2 separate regions of the Zea mays genome follow, and region 1 is linked to region 2. The links are chromatin contacts, called in public Hi-C maps. All regions are on one chromosome and are shown on one strand. The core of a region is the stretch at or near the end of the contact, and the rest is flanking DNA. Distances in the headings are between cores, read along the strand shown.

Evidence for each region. A called contact is a pair of places that touch in the nucleus more often than the background predicts.
Region 1: a Hi-C map of bundle sheath shows a contact between it and region 2, with 4 times the contacts expected there. The contact joins the promoter of LOC100272399 here to the enhancer-like site in region 2. A contact is called at or near these places in 4 of 25 Hi-C or Micro-C datasets (bundle sheath and leaf).

The regions. Positions count from the first base shown.
Region 1 is chr1:222,345,519-222,352,844 of Zm-B73-REFERENCE-NAM-5.0, forward strand. It overlaps LOC100272399, which reads right to left and starts at 1,709. Exons shown (of 2, transcript NM_001146879.1): 1 at 1,075-1,709; 2 at 163-954. The coding sequence starts at 1,466. The coding sequence ends at 777.
Region 2 is chr1:222,230,617-222,238,199 of Zm-B73-REFERENCE-NAM-5.0, forward strand. No RefSeq gene overlaps it. Among protein-coding and RNA genes, the nearest start is that of LOC100280737, 24 kb to the left of the region's middle. Within about 2 kb of position 5,340, at least 13 of the 20 cell types and tissues checked have an H3K27ac peak or open chromatin away from gene starts, as enhancers often do. A contact at or near this core is called in bundle sheath and leaf, where this site is marked.

The DNA.
Region 1 (7,326 bases), core at 459-2,958, 110 kb after region 2:
CCAGCTCAACCTGCAGCTTAGTCTCTCATGATTTGTCACATCTGGTAATGTGCTCATATATAGGGCCATAGTGTGTGGTCCAGAGAGTGCTGCTGACACAACGTACACGATCTGTGGAAGATTCGTGAGCGCACGAGCCCGTGAGAATCATCAGAACATTTTCTCATAAATAAAATATTATTCATGCCATCATGTGGCCGGGCCGGGGGGGTTGTCATCGGTGACGAACATCATATAAATACATACCAATCCTGGTAACCATCTATATATCTTTGCAACGCCGAATTTCATAGAAACCGGGGGAAATTAAAACTCGGCGTACCTTTGCTGAGCTGATGAAAAAAAGAAATAGATCATCTGAGACGCAGAAAGTGAAAAGAAAAGAAGAACTGAAAATGGCTCGTGAAGACGAGCACATGTATGCAAATAAAGGCCTTTTCTATATCGGCCAACGGATTGATCTCGTGAAATCGCCTCGTCTCTCCCGTCCCGTGATGCGTGCGATCCATAGTTCATTGTTGGATGCATGCACCATGGACGAAAAGCATGCATGCATTTCAGCATAGTCTAGCAGCTAGATACATGATACATCCGATCCATGAAAAAGAATGATATGATTGGAGCACGCAGATGAACATAGCAAGAGTGATCTGAGCATATTACATATATAGAAAGATAGATAATATGCATGTGATGTGTGTGGTGGCGAGGCCAGAGCTGCTAGCTTAGCCGGAGTCGGATCATCGATCGCCTCCGACCCCCTCCCTCATGACTAATCAGGATGCGGCGGCGAGCGTGCCTGGTTTGTCGGAGCCCGCGCCGCTGGGCGGCAGCGGCACCACCGGGTCGGACGCCGGCGCCGTCGGCGGCGTGGCGAGCGCGCACTTCTCCTTCCACTCCTCGATCGTGATGTGCTGCTGCCGGCACTCGAGGCTGCAGAACGCCGTGTCGCCCCTGCAAGCAGCAGTAGCACGCGCGCGGCGGCAGATCCATTGGTTTTTAGGATCCATATCCATGCATGCCACAAAGAGAAACTAAAGGCAACACACCAGTACAGTTCAGACAGCCGCGTACCTGTACATGAAGGTGTCGCGGCCGGGTCCGAGGCGGCGGTTGCAGAGCCCGCAGGCGCGGAGGAACGCGGCGGTCTCGGCAGCCGAGAAGTCGGCCGAGTTCCGGCGTAGCCCCGCCAGTGCCGGCGCCGCGCGGGCGCGGTACGCCGCCAGCCAGTCCGCGCGCCCGGCCGCCGCGGCGCCGCCGATGGCCCACCCGTAGGGGTCCTCCTGCTCGGCCGCCTCCCCTGTGGCCTCGGCGTGCGCCGGCAGCAGCTGCAGCTCCTCGTCCTCCTCCTCCTCCGCGACGTCTACCAGCACGTGCGGTGCCGCGAACTCCGTCATGCTCGTGGTCCGCCGCATGTGCTGCCGCGCCGCCGGCGACGGGCGCCCAGATCTCTTTCCCAGCATCATGTCCCCTGCCCTGTATCTACCGTTCTTGTATACTATCCAGTACTCCTATGTATATGGCTACCGTCTCTTAACGATCCACTCAACCTATGTATATGGCTATTTACTACTTAGTCCTACCTGCAGCAGCTGGGAGGGAGGTGTGCCCAGGTGAAGAGGCAGGGGAAGTGGTCTCCATGGCTACGACCGAGGGGAGGGAGAGGCTAGCGGCAGGGGGTGAAGGGGACGAAGAAGGTGTGTGTGCCGTGTGCGTGTGGTGACGGTGAGAGAGGGGAAGGGGAGGCGGGGTGTGATAAAAGGAGGCCGGGGAGGAATCGAGGCCGTTGAAAGGAATCTTCAGGATCCATAGGATCCACGTCAGTTTTAAGGCTTTTTCGATTAGAGGTAGATGGAGTGAAATTGGAGGAGATTAAATTCTCTCGTAGAGCTAGTTTGGGAGCTAAAATCCTCTTCTTCTTTAAAATTAATCCATGATTCGCTCATGTGATGCTACAGTAAATATTTGCTAATCATGAATTAATTAGACTAAATAAATTCTTCATGTCGTTTTGTCTTTATTTATGTAATTAATTTTATAATTAGACTATTGTCGAGTATTGTAACTAGTGGTACCTAAATTACGCCTCTAAAACACGCTTAACCCTAAGACCACCGTCAGACACATTCCCCGAGGACAAGAAAGAGCAAACCACGATTCGCCCGAAGACCCTCTCAACGGTCACTCATAACTCTGCCTCACTCAAGCCTGCCCTCGGACAATGTACGTACTCGGGGAAATTCTCGTCCCGACCGAGGTCCCCCTCTCCGCGGAACCACCGTTTCTGCCTCGCTCGAGCCCGTCTCGGGCAAGGAAGACAACCCCGAGCCAGGCCTCAGCCAAAGGCCCCAGGGGTACATGAGCATTCAATGTGCGTACCTACCCCGTGCAGTGTCACAGGCGAACAGGAGCGACAGGACCGCTGTCCCATCGGCTTTCACCAACTACGATGACGCATGCCTAGGTACAACGGCTATTATTCCCCCACGTCGTCTGCCAACTCCTGATGGGACGCGTGTAGCACAGAGCGTGGGCTGACCCTCGGGGAGAAACTCCGATATTGGCACTTGCCTCAATCAACCTCAGGGACTTGGGATCCTTACCTCTCCCAACCAACTTGTACTCCCTACTGCAAGCACTTAGGTACAAGTAATATAAGACGCATCCCCCTCTATTGGAAGTAGGACTTTGTCTAGCCCAAACCAGGATAAACAACTTGTGCCACCTTGCATCACACATCTGGGCCAGGGCACGCAACATCATTTCACTAGTTGGTGAGATGCTTGGGTCAAAACACCGACAATTGGCGTGCCAAGTAGGGGCTCACTGCGTGAAGACATCATGTTTCCATCAAGGCTCTAGATGGCCAACCTACAGCACCCTTTGTGGCTAGGCACGGTGATCGGTTCGGGGGCCTCGAGTTCATATCGCTTGGCATCGACTACGACATGGTGCTCCTCCCACCTGGACACCTAGCTAACGCTCAGGAGCAACCAGACTTCCGCCTCTGTCCTCCTGTGTAGGTATCTAGGACACGAGCTAGATGGGGTGAATAGAAGGTTTTAACTAAAATCAAAGACACTAGAGAAATTTAATAAAAACAACAAGAGATATAAATTTCCTAGCTATGATAGGCTAACAAAATATGATGAGCAATTATGGAAATACTACAAATGATAGACAACACACAAATAACTAACTACTTGCAAAGTAATAAGTAAAGAGTGAGAGAATGACACCAGAATTTATCCCGTGGTATCGGTGATTTGCCGATCACCCCTAATCCACGTTGAGGTGGAATTCAAGCTCTCACTTGCTCTTCTATCAAGATGTGGCTTGATCTTTGAGCCAAGTGGACAAGAAATCACTCAATACCTCGATTCCACTAGCCTTGCCTTTGCCGCTACGGTGAGGTGAGCGCGAACACCTCACAATCAACACCACAGATCCTCCACAATCTTCAAGGAGAACTCGACGGAGACAACACTTGAGCCATCTATGAGGCAACAACCTCCAAGAGTAACATGACAATGAAGCTTGCTCAGTGTACCACCTTGTGCCTCAAGGATCACAATGGATGCAAATGCACTAGAAGCTCTCAAGCAAGGAGTGTGAGAGTTTGAGTTAGAAGATCACAAATGAGCTCAATGTATGCTAGGAATGGCCAAGAGAGCCATCACACACGAGCTCCACTTATATTTATAGCCCCCAACACAATACTAGTCTTTATGTGCAACTAGCACACTGTCTGCCCACACGCGGACGGTCTGCGTCCTATGGTCGGACGATCCATTGTACAAATAATGGCTATAATTCCCGTTTGAAACCTATCAGTGCTATCAAAAAAAGACAGGCTCGGATGGTCCGCCAACCCAGGTCAAATGGTCCGGGACCTGTCAACTTGAAACGCTAAAGCACTGACCCGATTGAACAACATGGGCGGACTGTCCGCTAACCATGGTCGTACTTTGCGCCCCTAGGACCAAGTACCATCCGAGCAAAAGCCCCAGACAGTCAATGGTACAAGAACTCAAAAACACACAGTCCCTACCCCAAATCTATTTTGGCACACGCGTACGGTCCGCCAACCCTGGTCGAACGGTCCGCGTAGGAACACAGAGACAGGTGCTCCAGCAGACCCCTCTAGCAGGGACGCGGACGGTCCGTCGACCCCATAACTCAGTAATTTTTAGATTGCTCTTAACAAAAGACTTTGACTCTCGAAAACGAAGCGCTATTAGTCCTCATGCAAATGCAACATTATATGCTCTATGAGGCACTAAGTTTTATATCGATCAAAGTCATTGGCCCCTCTTAATAGTACGACTATTTAGCCTACTAATCTGGTTAATTTCTTCTCTAAACTCTTGATGACCGGCAAAAACAAAACCTATGTTATACCTTTGCCTTCACTTGATCCACAACCAATGGTTATATGTCTCCAAGACTTTCCTATTCCCTGTGGTCCAATCTTGCATTCTTATTTCTCCAAGAATTGTTAGTCCACAAGTAGTTGTCGTTAATTACCAAAACACCACTAAGGGCCTAGATGATTCACATACTCGCCGCAAGAGACGGAGATGGAATAACCACAACAGTGTCGCAGGCAGTGCCCCACACCTAGTTGATGCTCCAGGGCTGGCCGATGACGCAGACTCCCGCGTGAGGGACCTGACGTGCATTAGCCTCACGCTTGGAGCATCGGTGTCAACACACGTCGCCCTAGCACCAACTCTACTGGCTCCTCCTCCTATAGCGTGGGGAGCGCTGGCTCCCCATGCCATGGGTTGAGTCAATCCATCTTTGTCGGCCCCCACCTGCGGGTCGGGAGGCGCCAGCTTTGTCGAGTCTGGAGGTGTCGGCTCCATCATCTGTTAGGGGAGAACCATCGGTGTTCAACCCTATCCCCTTTCAACCAAGCTTCCACACAAGCGCCTTCACCAGCATGTATGCTGATCTCCCCTTCCCCTCGGGGTGCCTTGACTTCGAGGAGGAGGAGGGTATGGGCCCCGGCCTGGACTTATCCATGCTTTGTGACCCTGAGGCCATGCTGCAGTTCCTATTCGCATGCGACGAACTCCTCTCCAATGGTGTTGGGTATGATAATTAGCTGTACCCAGACTATACCCCTAAAACATACTTAAAACCCTAAGGACACCATCAAAGTGCGTCCCCTGAGGTCAAGGAATCAAGAACTCCACCTCGCCCGCTGCCCCCCTCTAGGGTCTTCACAAAACTCTGCCTCGCCCGAGGTCCCCCTAGGGGCCTTCCCAAAACTCCGCCTCGCCTTACACCCCTCACCCCAGGACAGCCATATCCCCCTCGCCTAAGCCCGTCTCGAGCGAGAAGGACATGACCTGTGGCAAGGCTCGCCCGAAGTCCACTGGGAGACAACCACATTCAATGCGCGTACCTACCCCACGCAGGGCTGTAGGTGCACAGTGGCAACAAAACCACGGTCTTGTCAAAGATTCACCAACCATGATTATACATGCGACACTGTACACGCATGCCATCTGCCAGCCCCTAACGGGACATGTAATACGACAGGGGCTTGGTGTCACACCCGGTTTTAGAAGGCAAACCGAATGCAAACCATGTACATGCCAGGATCAGAAATTCACGTACACAGCGATTACATAATTAGACATCATCACACAATGCTCAAAATAATAGCAGAAATAAGTAGTACTTTATTACATAACGATGTCCAAAACATCCACAAAGTCATTAACTTAAATCATAATCAAAGTGCTGAACGAAGCATAGTACGATAAGGCCTTCACCGGCAGCTGACTGGGGTTTGCCGCTAATCTACTTTAGAACTCGTCGAAGTCCTGAAACTCCTGAAAGTCCTCCATGTGGCCTTCATATTCTTCTGATCAATGGTTGCAATGGGGACAACCTAGTGTTTAGTGTTTTAAGCAAGGGTGAGTACACATCAACGTACTCAGCAAATGTCCCGTTTGGCTAAGGTGGACTAGCTGTATGTGGGGTGAAGCTCAAAGCAGTTGCTTTTAGTTGGTCAGGTATTTATTACTAATAAAGAGCCAAGTTTTAGCAATAACCCCAAATTATTAACCCAAAAGTACTCCCTCCAAGAGGAAATAAGAGAATCCAACATCATAATCATCATTATTAAACCATCATCATAAATGTATTCAGAGTAATTCTAATCAAATGAGCTCCCAAGGCTGCTCATAACCATGAGCACGACTGATATACCAGTTTCTAACCCTCTGCAGAGGTTGCACACTTTACCCATGTCGCACCTGGTTTTGGAAGGTAAACCAGATGCGAACCATGTACGTGCCAGGATAAGAAACTCACGTACACAGCGATTACATAATTGGACATCATCACACATTGCTCAAAGTAAATAGCGGAAATATACTTTATTACATCAAGATGTCCAAGACATCCACAGAGTCTATAACATAGTCATTTTAACATCAAAGTGCGGAAATACAAAACGTAGAAGATAAGGCCTTCACAGACAGCTGACTGGGGGTTTGCAACTAAGAAAAACTAGAACTCATCGTAGTCCTGAAACTCCTTAAAGTCCTCCATGTTGCCAGCATCTCCTCCTGAGCACTGAGTACAATGGGGACAACCTAGGGTGGGGTGGTTTGTAAAGCAAGGGTGAGTACACATCAACGTACTCAGCAAATGTCCTGTTCGGCTAAAGTGGACTAGCTGTATGTGGAGTTAAGGTTAAGCAGTTTCTTTTAGTTGGACAAGTATTTATTACTATTAGTAGAGCCAAGTTTTTAGTAATAAACCCAGTTATTACCCAAAAGTACTCCCTACAAGAGGAAATACCAGAGATCATAATTATACCATCATCATTAATCATCGTCATAAAAGTAATCAAAGTTCTTCAAATCAAAGAGGATCCCAAGGCCGCTCTTAATCGTGAGCACGGCTAATATACCAGTTTCTATCACTCTGCAGAGGTCGCACACTTTACCCACAAGCCGTGATTCCCATTCTGCCCGGAAAGAGCCAGTTTCCATTGACCACTACCTAGATGGCCTGGCAAGGTATCACTATGTAGCTGTTACAAAGATTTCCGAGAGGTCATAGTCGTCTGTTAGGTTTCTCCAGTTTGATAAACACAGTACCCCTCCCCAAAGGAAGGGTGACTAACAAAACCAAATCAAGAACCTCTGCAAACAGCCTCGGCAGAGCAAGTACTATGCCCGGACCCCATTGATGGCCCTACGGCGAAGCCAACTACTCCTCTGGTTCCTCTAATTAATCAGCTAAGGGCGTCCCATTCCACCCTCGTGGTTGCACTGTTATCCCGGGTTGTCACTCCCCGAA
Region 2 (7,583 bases), core at 4,090-6,589:
ATGTTGAGCAACCTCCCGGCTTTGAAGATAGTGAGTACCCTAACCATGTCTATAAGCTCTCTAAGGCGCTTTATGGGCTCAAGCAAGCCCCAAGAGCATGGTATGAATGTCTTAGAGATTTCCTTATTGCAAATGGCTTCAAAGTCGGCAAAGCCGATCCTACTTTATTCACTAAAACTCTTGACAATGATTTGTTTGTATGCCAAATTTATGTTGATGATATCATATTTGGGTCTACTAACGAATGTACTTGTGAAGAATTTAGTAGGATCATGACATAAAAATTCGAGATGTCTATGATGGGGGAGTTGAAGTATTTTCTAGGATTCCAAGTCAAGCAACTCCAAGAGGGCACCTTCATTAGCCAAACAAAGTACACTCAAGACATTCTAACCAAGTTTGGAATGAAGGATGCCAAGCCCATCAAGACACCCATGGGAACCAATGGGCATCTCGACCTCGACATGGGAGGTAAGTCCGTGGATCAAAAGGTATACCGGTCGATGTTTGGTTCATTGCTTTATTTATGTGCATCTCGACCGGACATTATGCTTTTCGTTTGCATGTGTGTAAGATTCCAATCCGACCCTAAGGAATCCCACCTTACGGCCGTAAAATGAATCTTGAGATATTTGGCTTATACACCTAAGTTTGGGCTTTGGTACCCTCGGGGATCCACATTTGATTTGATTGGTTATTCGGATGCCGATTGGGCGGGGTGCAAGATTAATAGGAAGAGCACATCGGGGACTTGCCAGTTCTTGGGAAGATCCTTGGTGTCTTGGGCTTCAAAGAAGCAAAATTCGGTCGCTCTTTCTACCACCGAAGCCGAGTATATTGCCGTAGGCCACTGTTGCGCGCAATTGCTTTGGATGAGGCAAACCCTGCGGGACTACGGTTACAAACTAACCAAAGTTCCTCTTCTATGTGATAATGAGAGTGCAATCCGCATGGCGGATAATCCCGTTGAGCATAGCCGCACTAAACACATAGCCATTCGGTATCATTTTCTTAGGGATCACCAACAAAAGGGGGATATCGAGATTGCATATATCAATACTAAAAATCAATTAGCCGATATATTTACCAAGCCACTTGATGAACAAACTTTTACCAAACTTAGGCATGAGCTCAATATTCTTCATTCTAGGAACTTCTTTTGCTAATTTGCACACATAGCTCTTAAGTATACCTTTGATCATGTCTCTTTGATATATGCTATGACTAATGTGTTTTCAAGTGTATTTCAAACCAAGTTATAGGTATATTGAAAGGGAATTGGAGTCTTCGGCGAAGACAAAGGCTTCCACTCCACTCTACTACTCACCCTTCGCCGTCGCTCCACATCATTCTCCATCTTTGGTATAATCTTCACTCATATGTTTTATTTGCCAAAAAGGGAGAAAGTAGTTAGTTAAGGGCTCTAATGATTCCGTTTTTGGCGATTCATGCCAAAGAGGGAGAAAATATGAGCCCAAAGCAAAAGGACCGCACCACCACCCTAATTTTAAAATTATGACTTTCAAATTGGTAAATTTCAAATTGGTATCTCTTTGTGTTCTAAAGGGGGAGCAAGTAGTATTTTCAAAACTTAATATCTTAAAACTCTCTTGAACACTAAGAGGAGAATTTATTTGAGGGGGAGTTTTGTTTAGTCAAAGGAAAAGCATTTGAATCAGGGGGAGAAAATTTCAAATCTTGAAAATGCTTCGCAAAATCTTATTCATTTACCTTTGACTGTTTGCAAAAGAACTTTGAAAAGGATTTACAAAAATAATTTGCAAAAACAAAACAAGTGGTGCAAGCGTGGTCCAAAATGTTAAAAATAAAGAAACAATCCATGCACATCTAGTAAGTAACATTTATTGGCTCAATTCCAAGCAACCTTTGCACTTACATTATGCAAACTAGTTCAATTATGCACTTTTATATTTGCTTTGGTTTGTGTTGGCATCAATCACCAAAAGGGGGAGATTGAAAGGGAATTAGGGTTACACCTAGTTCCTAAATAATTTTGGTGGTTGAATTGCCCAACACAAATAATTGGACTAACTAGTTTGTTCTAGTGTATAAGTTATACAGGTGCCAAAGGTTCACACTTAGCCAATAAAAAGACCAAGTATTGGGTTCAACAAAAGAGAAAAGGGACAACCGAAGGCACCTCTGGTCTGGCGCACCGGAATGTCCGGTGCGTCACCGGACATGTTCGGTGCACCAGAGGACTCCAACTCAAACTTGTCACCTTCGGGAAATTCCAGAGGCAACTCCGCTATAATTCACCGAACTGTCCGGTGTACACCGGACATGTCCGGTGCTCCAAGGAAGAGCGGCCTCAGGAACTCGCCAGCCTCGGGAATTCATTGTAGCTACTTCGCTATAATTCACCGGACTGTCCGGTGTACACCGGACTGTCCGGTGTAACAGCGGGGCAACGGCTACTTCTGGCGCCAACGACTACCTGCTGTGCATTTAATGCGCGCCAGCGCGCGCAGAGGTTAGGCACGCCCATGCTGGCGCACCGGACACTCTACATTACATGTCCGGTGCGCCACCGGACAATCAGGCGGGCCCAGAAGTCAGAGCTCCAACGGTCGGAACCCAACGGCTTTGGTGACGTGGCTGGCGCACCGGACTGTCCGGTGTGCACCGGACTGTCCGGTGCACCATACGACAGCCAGCCTGCACCAAACAGCTAGTTTGGTGGTTGGGGCTATAAATACCCCCAACCACCCCACATTCAAGTCATCCAAGTTTTCCTACTTCAACCACTTACAAGAGCTCTAGCATTCAATTCTAGACACACCCAAGTGATCAAATCCTCTCCAAATTCCACACAACGCCTTAGTGATTAGTGAGAGAGATTTGCTTGTGTTCTTTCGAGCTCTTGCGCTTGGATTGCTTTCTTCTTCCTTCTTGATTCTTCATTGCGATCAAACTCACTTGTAATTGAGGCAAGAGACACCAATCTTGTGGTGGTCCTTGTGGGAACTTTGTGTTCCAAGTGATTGAGAAGAGAAAGCTCACTCGGTCCGAGGGACCGTTTGAGAGAGGGTAAGGGTTGAAAGAGACCCGGCCTTTGTGGCCTCCTCAACGGGGAGTAGGTTTGCGAGAACCGAACCTCGGTAAAACAAATCCACGTGTCTCACTCTTTATTCGCTTGCGATTTGTTTTGCACCCTCTCTCGCGGACTCTATTATATTTCTAACGCTAACCCGGCTTGTAGTTGTGATTATTTTTGAGAATTTCAGTTTCGCCCTATTCACCCCCCCCTCTAGGCGACTTTCAGGCGTACACCAACCCCGTCGTCCACAACCGCCTCAGTGAGTACACCGCCATGGCCAAGGAGGTCCACGAGCCAGATTACGATCCGAGGACCGAGGACATCGACGGAGATGTCCTCATGAGGGTCGGAGGAGGCAAGAGGCATGGGCGGTACTAGATTGTCGACGGGGCAATCGACTCGTCCTCCACTCCCACTCTATCTCAGGTGCGAGCAAGGAGCACGAGCGTGAGCCCAGCCATACGACCTCGGCAGGACAGCTCACAGCATCGTATCCAGCAACTCCAGGTTATTCCTTATCTATTCATCGTTCATTGATTATTATATATCTTCTCTTTGCATTATCGTAACATTAGGGCGAAATATTACAGACTCAGCTAGATGATGAGAGGAGGCAACGTGAGGAGCTGGAGAAGAGGATGGCAGAGATGTTCGCGTACATGCAGAGCCTTGGCGCCGCATAGGGTCATGCTCCACCACCTCCGTTGTTCCCTGCATCTGACCCTGCTGAGTTCACTACTCCTGTGAGTATCAAAATTTTAGTACTGCATGATATATATTCATATGTTCTCACACTGCAATCTCTTCTCTGTGCAGGGTCAATTGGCAGCGTCGAACAACCCTCACGCTTCGACCAGCCCTTCGCCGAACCAGTCCAGATGTCCACCTCGTTGATGACCTGTTTTATGATGATCCAGACTTATATTTGTGAGTGTTGGTGATGTTAGTTATACTTGGTCTTGTGAGATACTTAGTGAGACTTATGTGCTGTGAAACCTGATTTATGTGGTGATATTTGTGATATATATGGTGTTGATGATAAATGTGTTGATTCTGTGATGCGAATGATATATAATGTGATGTGAATGATATATATCTTTTGTTTGTTTGGATGGAACAACAAAAACGAATAAAAAAGGGACTTCCTGGTCACTTTGCCGAGTGTAACACTCGGCAAAGGGTATCTTTGCCGAGTGCTATGACCATGGCACTCGGCAAAGAAGGACACCTGGGAACCGGTAAAGCCTTCTTTGCCGAGTGCTGTGGTCAAGGCACTAGCCAAAGAAGCTACCTTTGCCGAGTGTCTCCCAGCGCACTCGGCAAAGGGACTGGCAAAGGGGTCCACTGGAGGACTCTTTGCCGAGAGCCAGTCTACTAGACACTCGGCAAAGAAACCTCCTTTGCCGAGTGCCTACGAGAGCTCTCGGCACAGGGACTGACGGTGGGGCCCACTGGAGCGATCTTTGCCGAGGGCCATGATAGCAGACACTCGGCAAAATTGGCCTCTTTGCCGAGTGCCAAAGAAGACACTCGACAAAGGATCCGTCACTGTCACTTGGCGCCGTGACAGCGACTTTTCTTTGCCGAGTACCAAATGGCACTCGGCAAATTCTTTGCCGAGTGCCCGACAAAAAGTACTCGGCAAAGAGGCCGTTGCCGATGTACAGTTCGCCGAGCGTTCTTTGCCGAATGTTACACTCGGCAAAGTGTTTGTCGGGTGTTTTCTAGGTTTTGCTGAGTGCCTAAGGCACTCGGCAAAGGAGCTGTGTCCGGTAGTGTACACAGGCGTAAAAAGATCCGAACTGCTGCAATGGGAGCTGATCTTATTGTAATGACAGTAAGTGCAGTTGATGGATGGACTGCCAATGACACTAAATTTATGGAGCGTGTTTTGATAAATAGGGTACATTTTGTTTTAATTTTTCTGGTAATACTGGCTGTTTGAATATTGCCTGCCTCATTCTTAGTACTAAAAAAATTGCATCTGAGAACTTTGAGTCTATTCCATGGATAGATATAAGAACTGATTTTGTTTATTTATTTATTTTCTTGTTTGGCTGGATACTAGAAGTCCTCAGGTTCTGTAGTTCCGATGGTTCTTGTAATCAACAAGGTAGATTGTGCGCCATTTGTTCCGATGGTTCTTGTTCTTTGACGTGCCAGTCTGCCATATGAATGGCTTGAGGGAAGTGAAGCACTGTCCATCCTAGCTAGTGCACACTGCATAGAGGCTGAATTGCTGAGGATAATGGACCATCGAGATCCGACAGATAGATGAGAAAATGGTTGCTGGATTGATTGAGTTGTTGGGCCGTGTGATTATTTCACCAGGCCTTGATAATGGGCTATGCGGCCATTTATGCAGGTTTTTGAGACTTCGGGAGATCGTAGACCAAGCAGCCAAAAGGTTACCAGCTGGTCCCTCTCTTGAAATAAAGCAGGTATCAGATTTGTGTTTGATCCCTTGTGGGATCAACCGATCAAATATTTCAAGATTTAACGGTATTGTTTTTTCAGTAGTAGCTAAAAGTTTGGAATATGGCTGGTATCAGATTTTATTTCTATTTTTGCAACCGCTCTTCTTTATTTTTTTTCAAAACTTGATGTTAAGTAGAGTGAACACACTGACTAGTTTAACTTTAAATCTTAATACCCTCACTCATGTGCAGACAGAGAGAAAGTCGCAACAAACGAGATGTTAGATCGAGCGAACACACTAACAAGCCCAACCCAAAAATTCAAGTTGTTAGGAGAAGGTAGGCAATTTATTACTTATACACTTCTTCAACAATATCTACGCTTCCATAATTCTCCGTATGGTGTGATTGTATTTTTATATTTTTCATTTTGCAACCTGTCTTCCTTTTAATTTGAGACAAGGGTTCTCTGCATCTACACCTCGGTATGTTCTTGATCATTCAAGTAAGCTCGCTTGGTATGTTCAGTGTTCACTATATAGCTCGTGGCTGGAAATCAAGCATCGACGGATATAAGACTGTCCGCACCGGCGGACTCGAAAGGGTGCGCTACGAACATAGAGCTGCATATGCAGTAAAAGAAATGCTGCAACGTTGAACTGCTTCTACTACTGTATGTTTAGGGAGGGAAAGAAGAACTCCATTTCCAGCGTCCATGCAACTGCTACTCGATAATCTCTCTCCGTCCTTTCCGTGTGGGATCAGCAGAAGGTTGGTGGATGTGGATAAAATAGTATTAAAAGAAATGATATAATATATGCTAGTAGGTATAGAGTTAAGATATAGAGTAAATATGACTGCGGAAGATTGTAGTATAGAGTAGAGAATCTCGCTGACCAGGATAGAATATTCTTTTTAGGGTAAAAAATTAAGGCTGAATAAGTGTGGACAGCCTAAGAACCTCAAATTCTAAAGAACTGTAGCTAGCTGTACTGAGATCATCAGATCATATCATATATTTTTTTGAATGAATACAGGAGGGTCATACCCTACTGTGATTTATTATTAATAAAAAGGGGAAAGCATTTTTACATAGATAGGCCGAGGGAAGGGAACGGAAAAGGGAAAATGAAGTCGTGTTGTTCTTCTTGGCACACATCGTTTTTAGCATATAATATTCTCACATTTTAGTTTTTCTGACTTGTTCAAACTGGTCCATGCCATGCCTGCATCATGCAAATAAACCGTGGATTTCCCAACCACAAGGTTGAATTGAAGGCTTGGTCCACAATGAACTATATACCAGCATAAACAAGTGCCATACATCAAAAGCACGGTTTAATGCTACATACTAATATATAACGCTCATAGAGTCCTAGGTGATGGATGCTATAGCTATATATTTTCTTTTGTGAAGCTTTCACTGACCTGGCGACAGGCAATCGCTCGAGTATAATTACATATGTAACACAATCAATCTCCCAAATGATGATGCCAGCCTCTTCCCGCTCCCTATCGCCCCTGCATTATCAGATGCCTCGCACAACACCTGTCGCTGCCCTGCCTGCCGTTCGTTAAACAAATTCAGGTTCGCGTCGCTACCTCAGTCAGACCTCACATCACGCCTGTTCCAAACAAATTGGTCTGATGTGCATCATTCGCCTTTTGTATATAATTGCGCCCTGCCCACTTGCAGGTGCTATCAAAATTAAAGGTGAAAGCTAAGATTACAGTCGTCAATGGATCGCAACGTTTAGCTCTCCTACACAATTTTAATGGCGGATAAGCAAATGCTCGTGTATGATCTAGCCTATCAATTCTAATATGTAAATAAAAATAATTTAATTACACAAAAGTAAATGCTCGAAATAATGAGAGGGCTAACATCACGATAATATTTTTCTGGTGTATCCTAGAGGCGATAATATTTACTATTTTCATTCGAGAACCCACGCAAGAGTGTGGCTTCCCTTGATCCACATAAAGATGAAATGTTCTCTACGAGTTGATTATTTGTTACTACAACATAGTGAATTACCCAAAACTGTTTACCACTTGAGTTCACAATCTTCATGAGATGATCATGAAACTCCTGAACACCACCA